Regions from separate parts of the Siniperca chuatsi genome. Here region 2 is linked to region 1. A link is a contact called in public Hi-C data. All regions are on one chromosome and are shown on one strand. The core of a region is the stretch at or near the end of the contact, and the rest is flanking DNA. Distances in the headings are between cores, read along the strand shown. Region 1 holds the start of LOC122878355 (profilin-2-like). Region 2 overlaps rnf13 (E3 ubiquitin-protein ligase RNF13).

Region 1 (7,055 bases), core at 2,968-5,467:
TTAATCAGAAGGACAATAAATATGTCAGGAGCAGGGAAACATAAAATCTCGAGACAACAGATATACAAGACCGATACCAAAGAGGGGAAACTGCAAGAAACATGTAATAAATTTTAGGATTGTGATTTGTTCATCTCCAAGATTTCTAGTCTTAATTGACAACTATTGGCATGGAAGACGTTATTTAAGGGAAATTACCCTTTACCTTGACCCAATGAAGCTCTTGATATGAACTTGCCATTCAGCTCTAAAATAAACTGAGTATTCCTACAGATTATACTTAGCTGAGATGCACTTGTTCCCGTCATAAATCAAATGACAATCAACAGTAATCCTGTGATTCACAGACCTTTAACACCTGTTTATGTCATATATTGAGGAAAGGTGCATTCAAGATCTATCCCACATGCACGGACAACACAGAAGTTATAAATGTAGCTAAACTAATGGCACTATATCAAAGCAGGCTACGGTGTCACTGTAGCACTACTAAAAACGTATGTACGACGCTGAACATGGGGCTCACCTTTGCCGGCTCTGCCTACAGAAACGTTGTATGTTGGCTCTCCTCCTTGACTCTTTGTTCGGATGTCCATTGTCCAGTCGCTGTCAATTTGGAGGCTGTCTCTGATTACGGAGCACTTTTTATTGCCTAAGGTCATCCCACTGGTGAAGAATCCCTCCCTGTCCTTTCCTATTAACACGTCGATTTCTTCAGGCTAGAGGGGAACACAAAATCAAGGAGTCAGGTACATGTACATCACTGCCAATCTTAATGCACAATGTCCATCAATTGAGGTAGACTTGAGGCTTTCCTGTTTTTCCCCTTAGTGATGATTTGTGGGTGTTTTTCCATTGCTCTTGTTGAGCATAATTCTCAGTATTGCTCCGTAGCGTGGGTGCTGTGAAGCCTTTTGAGACTGATTAAGTACCACACAAATAAACAGTTTAATTCCTCTACCTCTCAGCTCCCAATTTTCTCTTTCTCTACAAGAGATATTTTACAGTGCTATTAAAACGTACTGGACACCCCTCCTGTGTTTTTGCATAATTAATTGAGCGATACATTTTGAAATGAATTAAGTTAAGAATTTGACATTAATAATATCTCTAATCATGAAATATGTATGATACCTTATACTGCTGAGAACTGATGTTTATGCTTTTGAACACTGAAGCAGAAGTACTACTATCTCTTTAGTTTAGTTAATTAAAAAAAAGTGATAGTACAACTGACTGTCCAGTTTACCCACACTAACAGGTAAATAGAGCCAGTTCCCTTAGTTAACCTCAAATAGACAACACCATACTCCTACACACAGCATAGTACACCTGCAGCCCTCCAGTGTGGCTGTGGAGTGCAAGTATATAAATATATATTATGCTTCCCTTTTTCAGAAAAGAAAATGCTATAACCGGATATCAGTTTTAAATCTATGGGGGAGGGTCCTCGTTTCCATAATTACATCAAATAAAAGAAAAGGGATAACTACATTTTAGTTGAACAGGATATTTGAGTGTAAAACTCAACACGGGACTGCTTCTGTAACTGGCCAAGATGCTAAGTACAGGTATAATGAATTCAATTAAGACAGGGCTGCACTGTTAATGATTAAGAGCTCAGGTTATTATTCAATCTTATAATGCTGGTTAATACCTGAGGATTTTATCTTAGTTTGACATATTGCCCTTTTCCATTTACCAAAATAAATCCAAACTTCTCACATGCGTCACTATTTAATGTTGCCATCTGTCATTTAACCTAAATTGATAGGAAATATTTTGTTTAAGATGATTTAGTAGAATAAGTCAAGATAGTTTACAAAAAAAGTTTAAGACTGAGGGTCTTACCAAGTATTTGTACGATAAGAAATGTGCTTTTTTTTTTATTTTGTGCTAAGTTGGTCAGGACAGTAGATGGTATTCAAGTATTGAGAAAGGATGTCCAAAAGTGCATGTCTGTTTAAAGACACAGCTGACTCCGATAAACTATCACTGGCAAAACCAGATTTCTCAGAGGCCCACTACAGCTGACAAAAACATTATGCTGAGAAATCTGCTACATGGTCCGACACCTGCTAATTTTACACTTTCTGCGACCACTTTTGCTTACATGTCCAAAAATGGTATTTCACCGCACTGTCGTTATTAACACATGTTTAAACCGGATTTATCCTTTGAACCAGTCTGCAGAACAAAAGGCGTCGCCCCTCAACTCCAGAACTGCACAGTCATGGCACACATAAAACCCTTCAGGGGAAAAAAGGGAAACTGAATGATTTCTACTGATCAGACAGCGTTAGCATGGCGGGTAGCAGCTACATGTTGAGGCCCCGTTAGACAATTAAAAATTCACCGTATTTACCCATTGGGAAACCAATGCTTTATTTCAGCACTGAACTGACACCGCTGTTTAACATATTCTGGGTTAGCTTTCTGCACTTCTACAACTTGTTCAGCAAATTTGATCACCGGGTCTTTGGGGGGGGGAGAAAAGTAGGGGAAAAAAAAAAAGAAAAAGCAGGCTTGCTAACGCTGGTCAGAGGGAAATTAGCTCTAGCTTCACATGAGCTTTTCCACACGGACAAGAAAACACGATAGTGTCAATTTACGTTGACATTATACAAATTTGCGTCTTCAAAAAAGGATAACGTTACCCTGCTCCAGTGGCCCGAGTGGACACTCCCAAGTAACAGCTGCACACTCGTTCATAGTTCACTCGTCTGTAGCATGGGTTATCATTTCATAGCTAACAGGCTCGTCGAAATAACGACACGTTTGTTACGGTCACATTTTGACTCATGATGCATTCACCTACACGCAAATATTTAAATTATTGACTAATCATTTATTTAACACACAAAATGGAGGCTCGATGAAGCGCCGAAGACGATTGTTTGACCAAGTTAGAGTTACATAAACGCTGTAATCTATTGATGTCTACGTGGGGTAACTTAAAAACGTGAGCTTTCGACAGGGAACCAATCTGGACCGCTGCTGCAAATGCTAACAGAGACCAAACGTCTCGATTATCTCCCATGAACAAAATGAATAAGAAACTGGGAGTGTGGCCGCCATCTTGGAAAATAAGGGGCGGTAGCGGCAGGGTGATTCACAGAAGCCCAATAGGAAAAAACGAGAAAGACCAACGGCACGCCAGCGCGTCAAGAACGCGTGAGAGCACCGTTAACGTTGCGCCATTAGCGTCAGCTAATGATGGTTTTCCAATGGGGATGAACGGCCTGATTTTAGCTAACCGCGAGCTGTAGTTTGCTAATCAATGTTAACATTACGCTGCTGGTAGAAGGTGTTGTCCGCCAAAAAAAATAAATAAATAAAAAATATGAATAAGCGGGTTTTAACCACAACCGACCAAATCCAGGAGAAAAGTTGTTTTTTTAAGTTGGGTGCTGGTTTAGAATACAATCTCCAAATTGATTATGCTTTGTCCGACGTGCTCATCTTATCTGACCGGTATCACAAGCAAACACGGCTAGTTGACGGTAGCTAGCTTGCTAAGCTAGCCCTTTTAGCTTAAGTCCGCGGTACCATCAGTCACTGGCTTGAGTCATCTGTGGCTATTTCCAAAAGAAAAATAATGTGAACGTTAAGGTCATCGCGTATGGTACATTTACTTGAAAGAAATAAAAACGACGAAGACTGATAATAGGTTGAAAAGCAACGGAGCTAATGCATTTGTGTGTGTGACCACCGGACACCATGTGTAGCACAGACTGCTCGCCTTATCCTCATTCAGCAAGGCCTTGCTATGCAGACAAACGCACCGGCATGCAAAGTGTACTTTTTTTTCTCCCGTGTAAGCCTAGATATTGACACAGAGAGTATACTAACCGTTATGTTGGCAAAGGTACCGCCGACAAACGATGCCCAGACGTATTTGGCGTCCGTGTACCCAACAATGGCCGCGTCCTGGCAGCTGCCATCAGCCATCAGGTTGTCCACGTAGCTTTGCCAGGACATGTTTGTGAAATTAGTTCTAAGATGAAAAATACGTAGGGTCAAGTTAGGTCACAAACGCCTCTTGAGCGACGAAGAAGCTGTATTTATCAGTGGTTTAACGGGCCTCCAGCAAGCAGAACCCCCCCGGATCCGTCACGTCCCGGCTTTCTTCTGGTCTAGGCAACGAAGAGAAGCCGCTGCAATCGGACAGGCGCTTGGGTGTAGTCCTCACTAAATCACTCCGCCTGGGTCGTTCTTTGCCCTGCTGCCTCATTGCATGATATACTGCGCAGCGGATGAATACATCGTGGCAATACGCAAGACAGCCTATTTTTCTCCACTACATCAAAGATTTGTGTCAACTTGCCATTCTTGTTTTATGGCCAAAGATTTTTTTTGGGGGGGGGGGGTTAAACCAGTCAAAATGCACATTTACACACATTTGCTAAGTAGAATTTAATCATTGTTTTAGACTGAAACTGCAAAAAAGCAAATGCTGCAAGATATTTCATTAAAAGGTATGTAAAATAGTTTTGAATACACAATTCACATTCGTGTTTACCTTATGATGATCACTGAAGTCACATAAGCTACCACCTCGTTTGTTAAGCACTAAATCACTGGTCATTTACAATATCTTCATGTCACAAAGCAGTTTTATCCAATTCTTGATTTAAGATTCATGTGATTAAAGTGGGATACACTTCAGTCAGCTGGGCAAATGGACACAATCACCAATCTCACCCAAGTCAGTATTGTTTATGCTGGATTTTTTTGTCAGCATTCATTAGGGTCACTCATCATACACTAAACGGCAGGCAAACACCCTGAAAAGGGCACTAGGTCATCACAGGGTAAAACATTGAGTTGGAAATCTTCTTTCACTATGCTAATGAACAATTTCGGATCTCCAGTATACGTGGCTTAAATATCTTTGGATGATGGGAGATATCCTGCTGTAACTAAGTTTACACTTACACAGGATAGAAACTAAACCAGTTTGTTATTTTCCTTAAAGAACAATGTGTGAGACTCTCTGAGGCTCCTTAGCATTGTGTTGGAGAGAGAAACTGTATTTCCATATATGTGTACGTTTACATTTTAAGCATACCTTACACTCCAGAATGTCTTCCAGTGATTAAGCAGTAGGGATGTTGAGCAGTTTGTTCACAGTTTATTTCTGTGAGTTGCTCACCGTTTTAGGCTGGAATACATCTTCAGAGTGTAAAATCCTTGTGGACACTATACCAAGTGTCACCAAACTGTTGAATAATTGTGCGATTTTTGTAAATGGAGACAGGGCCTCATTTGGGAGAAAAGTGTCTTTTCTGAAAATATATTTGGTGTTGTTCACACTGTTAGTTGTTAAACTTATTCAAAATTCAATCATTTATTGCCATATCAACATAGGTCATAGGACTTTGCTTTGGTGAGCTGACATAAAACTAAACAGAAACCTCAGTACATCACATAGAGCAACTACACTGAGACCTGAAACAACTGGTACAAATATAAAACAATAAAACCTTTATGCATTAAAGAATGATAAAAAATAAAAGAAACATTCCCATGGGGAAAGTATCAGCACCACAAATAAACAATGATGTTAAGTATTGAATACATACAATTACAGTATTTTTGGACAAGAATAATAACAGCAAATTGGGGAGTTAGGAGTTAGGGGTTCAAACAGCCTCTCAGTAAGTGCTGTTGCAGAACCTGACTGTGCTAGATCTAATACATTATCATGACAACAACCATCAGTGATGAGTAGCTTGAACTTGTAGAAGTGCAGTGACTTGCTCAAAGGGCATCTCGGTAGGACACATACCTGTTGATGAACATTTGTCTGTTGTGGGATAAAACCTGCGTCTTCACTTTTACAGGATCAAAATACCAGGGTACCATGTACTGTATGCATCTGTGTTTTCTCCATGGTAACCATTAATAAGGTAACCACATCTTGCTATTCTTTCTCCCTCTTCTCCTCTAAGCAGTGTGTACTAACTGTACATTTATTTAGTGACATTTATCCAGGAAGGGTTTTCCCCCACTTCTGAGTACTTTGGCTCTTTTTCAGCACTGTGCACCCTGGTTCACACTTATGTAGTGGCACAAGTTCACACCTGGGAGCTACTTCTATTCAGCAGGTGAACAAGAGCAACTCCAAGTTAGGCCCCTTGTTCAATGGCAAATAAACCGCAGTTAAGGAGTGAATGGAGAGCATTAATCAGTGACTTTCGCTGCTCACACAAATGTGACTCTCAATGAAATGATGCAGAAGAGACATGATGAAAGCCTCACAGAGAGATAATGTTGGGAAAATGCAGTTTAAGTGTTTCAAACACTTGCAAAAGTGAACTTAAAGCAATCTGCAGTCTTTGGGTACAACCAGAAATCTAATACACTAACAAGGGGAGAATCATTTACACTCAGGCTAGTGTAAAAATAATTGCTTAACTTCATTGAGCTCAGTTCATATTGCACAGATACTGCAGGGGAAATGTTTTTTTAAGCTTTTTTTTTTTACATGCGCCACATACACAGCTTCCTTCATCTGTGTCTTTTTGAAGCCCTACATCATGTGACACTTTTATCTTTATCTAGAAACTTCCAGTGAATTCTTTCTCTTTCTCCCTCCTTGCGGAAGAATGAGTGCAGAAAAAGTTATTAATTGACCGGGCAGAAGGAAGTGAGTGGGTCAGAAACTCTTGTCAATCAGCCAGCCACACCCATATCCTATTCTCCCATTGGATGCTGTCAGTTTCCATGGCCACCTCTGTTTTGCACTTCTGCTCTGTCAAAATAGCACCACTCACAGCCAAACCACTCAGGCTGCACATGAGTCATGGAGATACAGAAAAGAGCCAACTTGTTTGCTTTATAAATGGCTTGGTTTTGGACAAGGCCATTAGCATCATGTATTATCATCACAACAGCTGGATAACACAGAGATAAACACAGCAAGTAGCAATTTTCCTGCAAGCTATCTCAGCTTTTTTTTTCTGCAGATACATGGTGTCCATATTTTTACTGTACTGTGAACTGATAAAAACAAACCCCACAGTTTTCAGTGTTAAAGAGAATTGGTCAGT
Region 2 (7,055 bases), core at 1,828-4,327, 42 kb before region 1:
TTGAAGTTTGACAGAGCAGTGGGATTATATAATCAGTTTATGGTGGTATTAGATGAGTCTTTTGGTGTTTTAAAGTGATATCCGTGCGCAGACAGCATTTTATCTACGTCTCCTTTCAGTCTACATTTTCAGGATTTCCACTCCTTCCACAGTCATTTCCTGTTTTTCACCGTGCTGTCCTCTGCATTCTGCAGTTCTGGCACGTGTTTCTTTAGATGTTTTTTTCTACCCAACAGAGGGCGCTCTTGCCACTGGTTTCAAAGTCAAGAGGAGGAATGTAAGGCAGTAGCACAGTGACGTCATTTAGCAGCAAGGCAGAGCTGCACTGGAGGAGGCAGCCAGAGGTGACGGTGGTGTTGGGCGGTGGGTGATTCCTCACATGTTCCTCCTCCCCAATGTGAGATTTCACAGATGATCCCTGAATTTGACCTTTCATGCGTCAAATCTTATTAATGTTTTACTACCACCAGGCAGTGCATTCAGTCAGCGACTTTGTCTCTTCTGTTGTGCGGTATGGTTCGGCTTGTTAGTAAATGCAATGTGTCACTGTGGTCATTTTCCATATGTGGCTCAGCTGCTGTTTTGGAGTCATGTTAGTGTGGCAGCCAGCAAGATGCACTCACAGTGTGTGTGTGTGAGAGAGAGAGAGAAAGTGCTGACTCTCCTTTATATATGGGCTGGGTTTTTTTAAAGCATTGGCTTTAGGAGAGAGAGAGGGAGCTGAAAGTGGCGGCAGAGTCCCACAGCAGTCCACACTTCCTGCCTACCACCCTGCCTCTGACACACACACACACACACACACACACACACACACACAGTGGTGTATGTATAAGAGCAGCAGAGGTTTAGAAATGTATCTCACATCAGGTCCCTCACTCCTCATCTCTTGGGTGTTTTCCTTTCATCATCTCTTCTCCATTTATCTGCTCTGGTTCTTTGCTCCTTCTCTTTTCTCACCATCTGTCTGCCTCTTTTTGTCTTCACCTTTCTATTTTGGTCTTTCTCCATCTGTTTTTTCTGGTTTTCCTCTTTTGTCTGCATTTCAGTGGGTCTCTGATGCCCTTTGCTTCCATATTTGTATCTTTTGCTGTTTTCGCCTTTGTTCTCCGTCCCTTTATCACTCTGTCAGCCTCTCTGTCTAACTCTCTCTCTCTTCTCACTATCTCCCTCTCATCAGTCACTTCAAAAGCTGTTGTTGGAAATGGGACTAAGGCAGGAAGCAGCAGAGAGAGAAAGAGAGATGGGAAATACAAGGGCCAGAGTTTTTCAGGGCAAACTGAGACCCTGACCAACTGAAAACACCAGCATGCACAGGGACTCTCTCTCTCTCTCTCTCTCTCTCACACACACACACACACACACACACACACACACTTCATTTTTATGCATCAGTAATATTCTTCATTCCAGTGGAAAGTTCTGTATTCATTATGCATGCATTACCATGTTAAATTTATGTTTGATTTGCCAGTATTACATCTGGGGCTGCAGCACAACTGCCACTCGGCATCTTGTTTTTTTTGTTGTGTTTTTTTCTTGTTAGTTTTTCATCTGTGGTTGTGATGGATGTTGTTAATCTGAGAGCAGCAGGGGGGTTGAACAAAGAAGGCGCTGCTCAGACTTTGGGTCAGGGAGCTGAAACTGGGATGTAACTGTGTCTAGCCACTATAACAGTATGCAGGCTCACTAAGCAGGTCATAAAAATCTGACAAAACAGTGTGATCATATCTTGGAAAGGACTGCGATCTACTCTGAAAAGGTTTTTAGAAACGCAGAAAGAATCTTGATCTTCAGCGCGGATGACTTGTCATGTAGCTATGAAGCTGTTGTGATGTATTGTGATTTTAAAAAATGATTTTCAGCTAGTGACTTGCCTACAGTCCATCAACTATCAACATAAATCAAAATGAACACTGACAAAACTAGCAAATCCTGTTATATGTTATCCTGATATGACCAGTGGTACCTCAGAGGTGTGATAAAGTAAGCTAATGACCCTTAATGTCACTTTGAATCAGCACACATTAATTCCTGTTAAAGTGCCCTTCAGCAAAACAGTTAACCCCTAACTGCTCCAGTGTAGCTTTTTATTTATTGATATTTGAGGACACAAGCTCTGATGCATGGATGAATGAAACTGAATAAATGTGAAACAAGGTCATTACTTTGTCAGCAATATAGTAGTTACTCATTATTACGTTTTCTTTTTATCTGTTTTTGGTCTGAAAAACACAACAGTTTGAATACAGAGGATCATTTTTGTAAAAGGGTTTTCAGTTTGTCAACCAAAGTCTGCTCTTTATACAAGTTGCATAATAAAGTTCAATTGTGTTGTATGATTTCTTTTTAGTGCTAGATAGTGCTTTCTATAAATAATAGATATCTTATTTTGGAAAAAGATTCCTCATTTGACTCCTCATTTTCTGTTTGACTTCCAAGAAATGACATTTGGTTCAACTTCGATGTAAGTCACTCATGTATTTCTCTCACCATGATGATGTCATCCCCTCAGGGCTTCCTGATTGGGGCGCGACCAGAAAATGCGTGCCAGCCCATCGAGCCCCCTCCGAGGGACAACTTGACGGGCGCCTTCATCGTCCTCATCAAGCGCTTCGACTGCAACTTTGACATCAAGGTAGTGTTTACATTGGTTGGTGTGTGTGTGTGTAGTTATTGTCAGAGATGGAAATCCTACATGACTAAACCACACCCCACCTATTAATCAACCCCAACCATCTCTAGTTTTAAACTAAACATAATTATTTTAACTTTATATCTAAGCATAACATAACCATTTTATTCTGATAGCTAAACAGGGAAACTGACAGTCTGACCAAAACTATGTGCTGCATCGTTGGTACAGTGAATTATGACCCTATTAATTTCACTTGTATTTCACTAACAGGCTTCCACTGCTTCTTTAGTGAAACTCTATTTTTTTGGGAAACTGTGAATGCCGTTTTAGTGCTTAGCAATACCTAGAAGTAATTGAAAACATCATTTATTTCAGCAGCTCTTAATTTATAAGGGCAAGCTGCCAAAACTATAACAGTGTGTGCGAGGTACTGTACACTGATGTATGTTGCCTCACGCTGAGTTTATATCGGTAGGTGGTGTTTCAGAGTTAGTTTCACTGACGCTCTTAGATCAGCTGGTTGGGACAGGAAAACAGGAAGCGGCCATTTCCCTAAACACAATTTCCTGCACAAGCATCTATCCCTTTTTTTTCTTCTTCTCCCCCTGCTGCAGTTTTGTGTGTAATGCTGGATTTGCGGAGTTGAAAAGTTGTGTTTGCCTCATAAGTCAGTGAAGCAGCTGAAAGATGGAGAGAGCTGATCTCCATTCGTCAAGTGAGGCATCAGGCCATGTGCAGCGCAGAGAGGGTGGTGTGTGTTGGGAGTGTCACCTAGTTCAACAGGAGAAATGGAAAAGAGTAAAAAATAATGGTGTCTCTATAACTGACCTGCCAATAGAAAAGCAGTCTAACAAAGCATCTAATCTTAGTTAAAAAGTCAAACACAGTTGCTATAAATTAACCCAGGATTTTGAGTTAAGCTGGGTCATTGGCCGTTTTGAAGGAAACACGTCAATTGTTAATTTGCATAGAAATGGAAATTGCTGCACCAGTTTTTAATACCTCTGCAAGTTTCCTGCAGTGAATGCCAGTAAGAATGAAATCTTGAAGATGACAACAAAATATAAGGCACAAACACAAGTGTTTATTATTAGGGACTTTGGAGAACTTGAAGATACATTTCTTGTTTCAGAATTTCAAGACATTTACTATAGAGACTTTTTTTTCAGGACCAGCAGACATCCTGAATTGTTGCCAGATACTTCAGTAATGAACACATTACTTATCCCCTGTGATTAGATATTTTTCAAACTTGTTTGAATTATTAATGCAGCACCCTCTGCAGATTCCCAAGGATGATTTGTGCCTGAAGTAAAATGTTTCAGTGTTTTTTTCCAGTTTTTTGCTTACAGGAAACACCATGCGTAGCTCGATTACTAAATGTATCTTAAACCTCCTGTTTTTCAAGGATTCAGAGTAAAACAGAAGAAAGAATAGAACGGACGGGGGAGGAGATGAGGGGAGAAAAGGCAGCCAGGATTAGGAGAGAGAGAGCAGGGATGAGTAATGGGGTGAAAGAGAGGAAAGCATGCAGCCTCTTGGCATCTTTCTGTCTGCCTCTTTCCATCTCTCTGTCTCTCTTCCTCTCATACTTTTCAGTCTTACCTTTTCCCTCTGTACCTTCTTGTTTGGTCCCCCGTTCATTCACTCTCGCATTTCCTGTCTATCCCTCTTTTTCAATCGTTTTTATTCTGTCCTTCCCTCTCGCTCTTTTTTTCACTCTATTGGCAGCCATACAGCCTTATAAGGTCTTAATGCATCACACACACACACACACACACACACACACACTCATAGAAACATGTTGACAGACAGGGCAGTGAGGTGTTCTCTTTGCTGGAGTGGAACCAGACTCCACTCCACATAGCTGTGTGTCAGACACACACACATGCACACACACACACACACACACACAAACAAACAAACCAGTCTCTCTGAACTATGCCAGATTTGCCATTTAACCTCCTGCAACCCTCAAAGGAGCAGCTTTGACTTGTTGAAGTTTACTCAGATTTTCTTGTTGCTTAGGTCTGGTGGCATTTTGAGTGTAACCTTCTACCACCTTTTCTTCCAGCTGTCTCGTAAACAGCACATTAAAGCTATAATACATTTCTCACCAGCACCTATTTGTCTTTTAAAGTAAGCTTTGACTTTCAGGCCAAATTGATTAGTTGTTTTAGTCGGCTTTAGGGGTAAAAAAAAGTTCACTATGTTTGTATTTTTCATATAATCACACATTGAATATATGCTTTTTCGACTGCTGGTCAGATTGAGAGATTACTTTGGACATTTGTCATTATTTTAGATTTGTCCAGTGACCCACAGTACAAGTTTCACAGCTCCTTTTTAATTAAAGCAGAAAGTAAGAGGATATTTCCTTTTAAAGGGACAGTTCAGCCCAAAATCAGAAATACATATTTTTCCTCTTACCTGTAGTGCTATTTATTCATCTAGATTCTACTGTCGGTACAAACAAAACAGTTCCTACATGAAACTGCTCATAACAAATCTGTGGATTATCTTGAGTAACTGGGTCATGATTTCTGGAAAGAGACATTATTGCTGTTGAATTTTTCAAATTTATTTTTTTGGCGCTTTGAGCACCACAAGCCGATTGCCATATAGTCCAATTAAATTCACAAAATGCAGACATCTCTACGGTTGATATCTCTCGAAAGCTTGGCAACTCACACCAAAACAATCTAGATGGATAAACAGCACTACAGGTAAGAGGAAAAATATGTATTTTTGGTTTTGGGGTGAACTGTCCCTTGTAAAGCCTTTTTTGATTCCTGTTGCAAAAAGGATGATGCTACTTTCACCTCTTCTCTGTGTTTGTTTGTCGGCTTTACTGTGACAAGTAAACATGGTCTGATCTTTTTTTTTAATCACTCCTCACACCATCTGCTCTTGTGAGAAAGGAGATCACAAGGTCACTTGTGAGGCAACAATTTTGAACAGCTTGCTTTAAAATTACAAACTGATTGACTGTAGTGTAAAAATATTTGGTAATTGTTTTATTGTGCTTACCAGTTGATGTGTTATGAGAACTGAATACGATTTTTCTAGAGGGCGCTCATTTCTTCCAGATCATACGCCAAAAAATGTTTCTCTTTTTCTTGATTGCTACCACGTTGTGCGACCCACCACACATACATGTGTTTCTTTCACTGGCCACTCGTCCCATAGACTTTACATTGAGATTATTTCACGCAGGAAAAGTAGCTTTCCAGGCTGTGGGAAAGTTTAACAAATATCTAATCTTCATGGCTTAAACAATCATAATAGGGTGTGTCCAGAGGCCTAGTGGTTAAGATGCACACCATGTAACCGCAACGTCCCTGGTTTGATGTGGTCGGGACCTTTGTTGCATGCCCCCGCATTTCCTGTCAGTATCTCCACTGACACAATGAAAATAAAGGCAAAATGATGTGTCTTTACAATGGCCATTTATGGGTAAACATTTTGGCCCATAATTAATTTTTTTGTTGGAGTACTGCAGTTGGCCACCAGGACAAATTGGCAGCAGGGCTGACTCAGTGTGCCAAATGTAGCTCTCTTAATACATCCATGTGTTTACTGCCTATATTTAAACTTCTTGTCAGCACTCATAAAGATGAAAACTAGTTTAAATAGGCCCACTTAGAAAATTATTACAATAAACTGGGGTTTGACAGTAGGATGGAAACTAGACGCTGTCTGAAGTTTGTGTGTTAGGGAGGGTGTCTTTCTATATCTCTCCTTTATTTATCTCCTTTCCAATCTCTCTTTCCTCACTCACAGTCCTTGATTTCCTCCCTTTGGTCTCCCTTATATTTGCCCTCTCTCACACACACACACACACACAGTCACCGTCTGTCTGTGCAGTCTGACTTTAGTCTCTGGCTTAATAATTGCTCATATCTACACACATCATCACATGGACACACACACACACAGAGCTACCCCCTTCCTCTGCCTCTCTCTTTGCCTTTGGCAGTCTTTGTCTCTCCATCACTCTCCTAGCTGCTTTTTCGTCTTTTCTCGTACTGTTGTCTTTCTCTCTCCCTCTGTCACACACATACACACACACACACTCTCTCTCTCTCTCAGTTTGTCGCGAGCATTCAGCTGTCTACCTTGAAACCCCCCTCTCCCTCCCTCTCTCTTGCTCAGTTCCCTCCAGAAGCTGCAGGGAAACAAAGGAATAATAGATTCCATCTTGACTGAGACGAGGCACTCGCCTGTGTCTCTCTGTGTCTGTGTGTGTGTGTGTGGTGCAGGGGTGTCACCCTCAACATGCCTGCTGTTTCGTTCCGTTGCCTTCCATCTCTTTCTGCCCCTCCACAGCCTCTTCTATAGCATTTAGCCATTAGCATCCAGTGAGCAACAGCCAGAGTTTTAATGGATCTGTGGCCGTAATGGGCAAAAAAATGGACAC

Evidence for each region. Hi-C and Micro-C count contacts between places; a contact is called where the count stands out from the background.
Region 2: a Hi-C map of liver shows a contact between it and region 1, with 3 times the contacts expected there. The contact joins the enhancer-like site here to the promoter of LOC122878355 in region 1. A contact is called at or near these places in 3 of 3 Hi-C or Micro-C datasets (liver, skeletal muscle and an unstated tissue).

What each region holds. Positions count from the first base shown.
Region 1 is chrLG6:13,826,131-13,833,185 of ASM2008510v1, reverse strand. It overlaps LOC122878355 (profilin-2-like), which reads right to left and starts at 4,217. Exons shown (of 3, transcript XM_044201075.1): 1 at 3,853-4,217; 2 at 527-719. The coding sequence starts at 3,981.
Region 2 is chrLG6:13,867,398-13,874,452 of ASM2008510v1, reverse strand. rnf13 (E3 ubiquitin-protein ligase RNF13) reads left to right here. Exons shown (of 10, transcript XM_044201072.1): 4 at 2,513-2,635. Among protein-coding and RNA genes, the nearest start is that of rnf13, 19 kb to the left of the region's middle. Within about 2 kb of position 3,077, the one cell type or tissue checked has an H3K27ac peak away from gene starts, as active enhancers do. A contact at or near this core is called in liver, where this site is marked.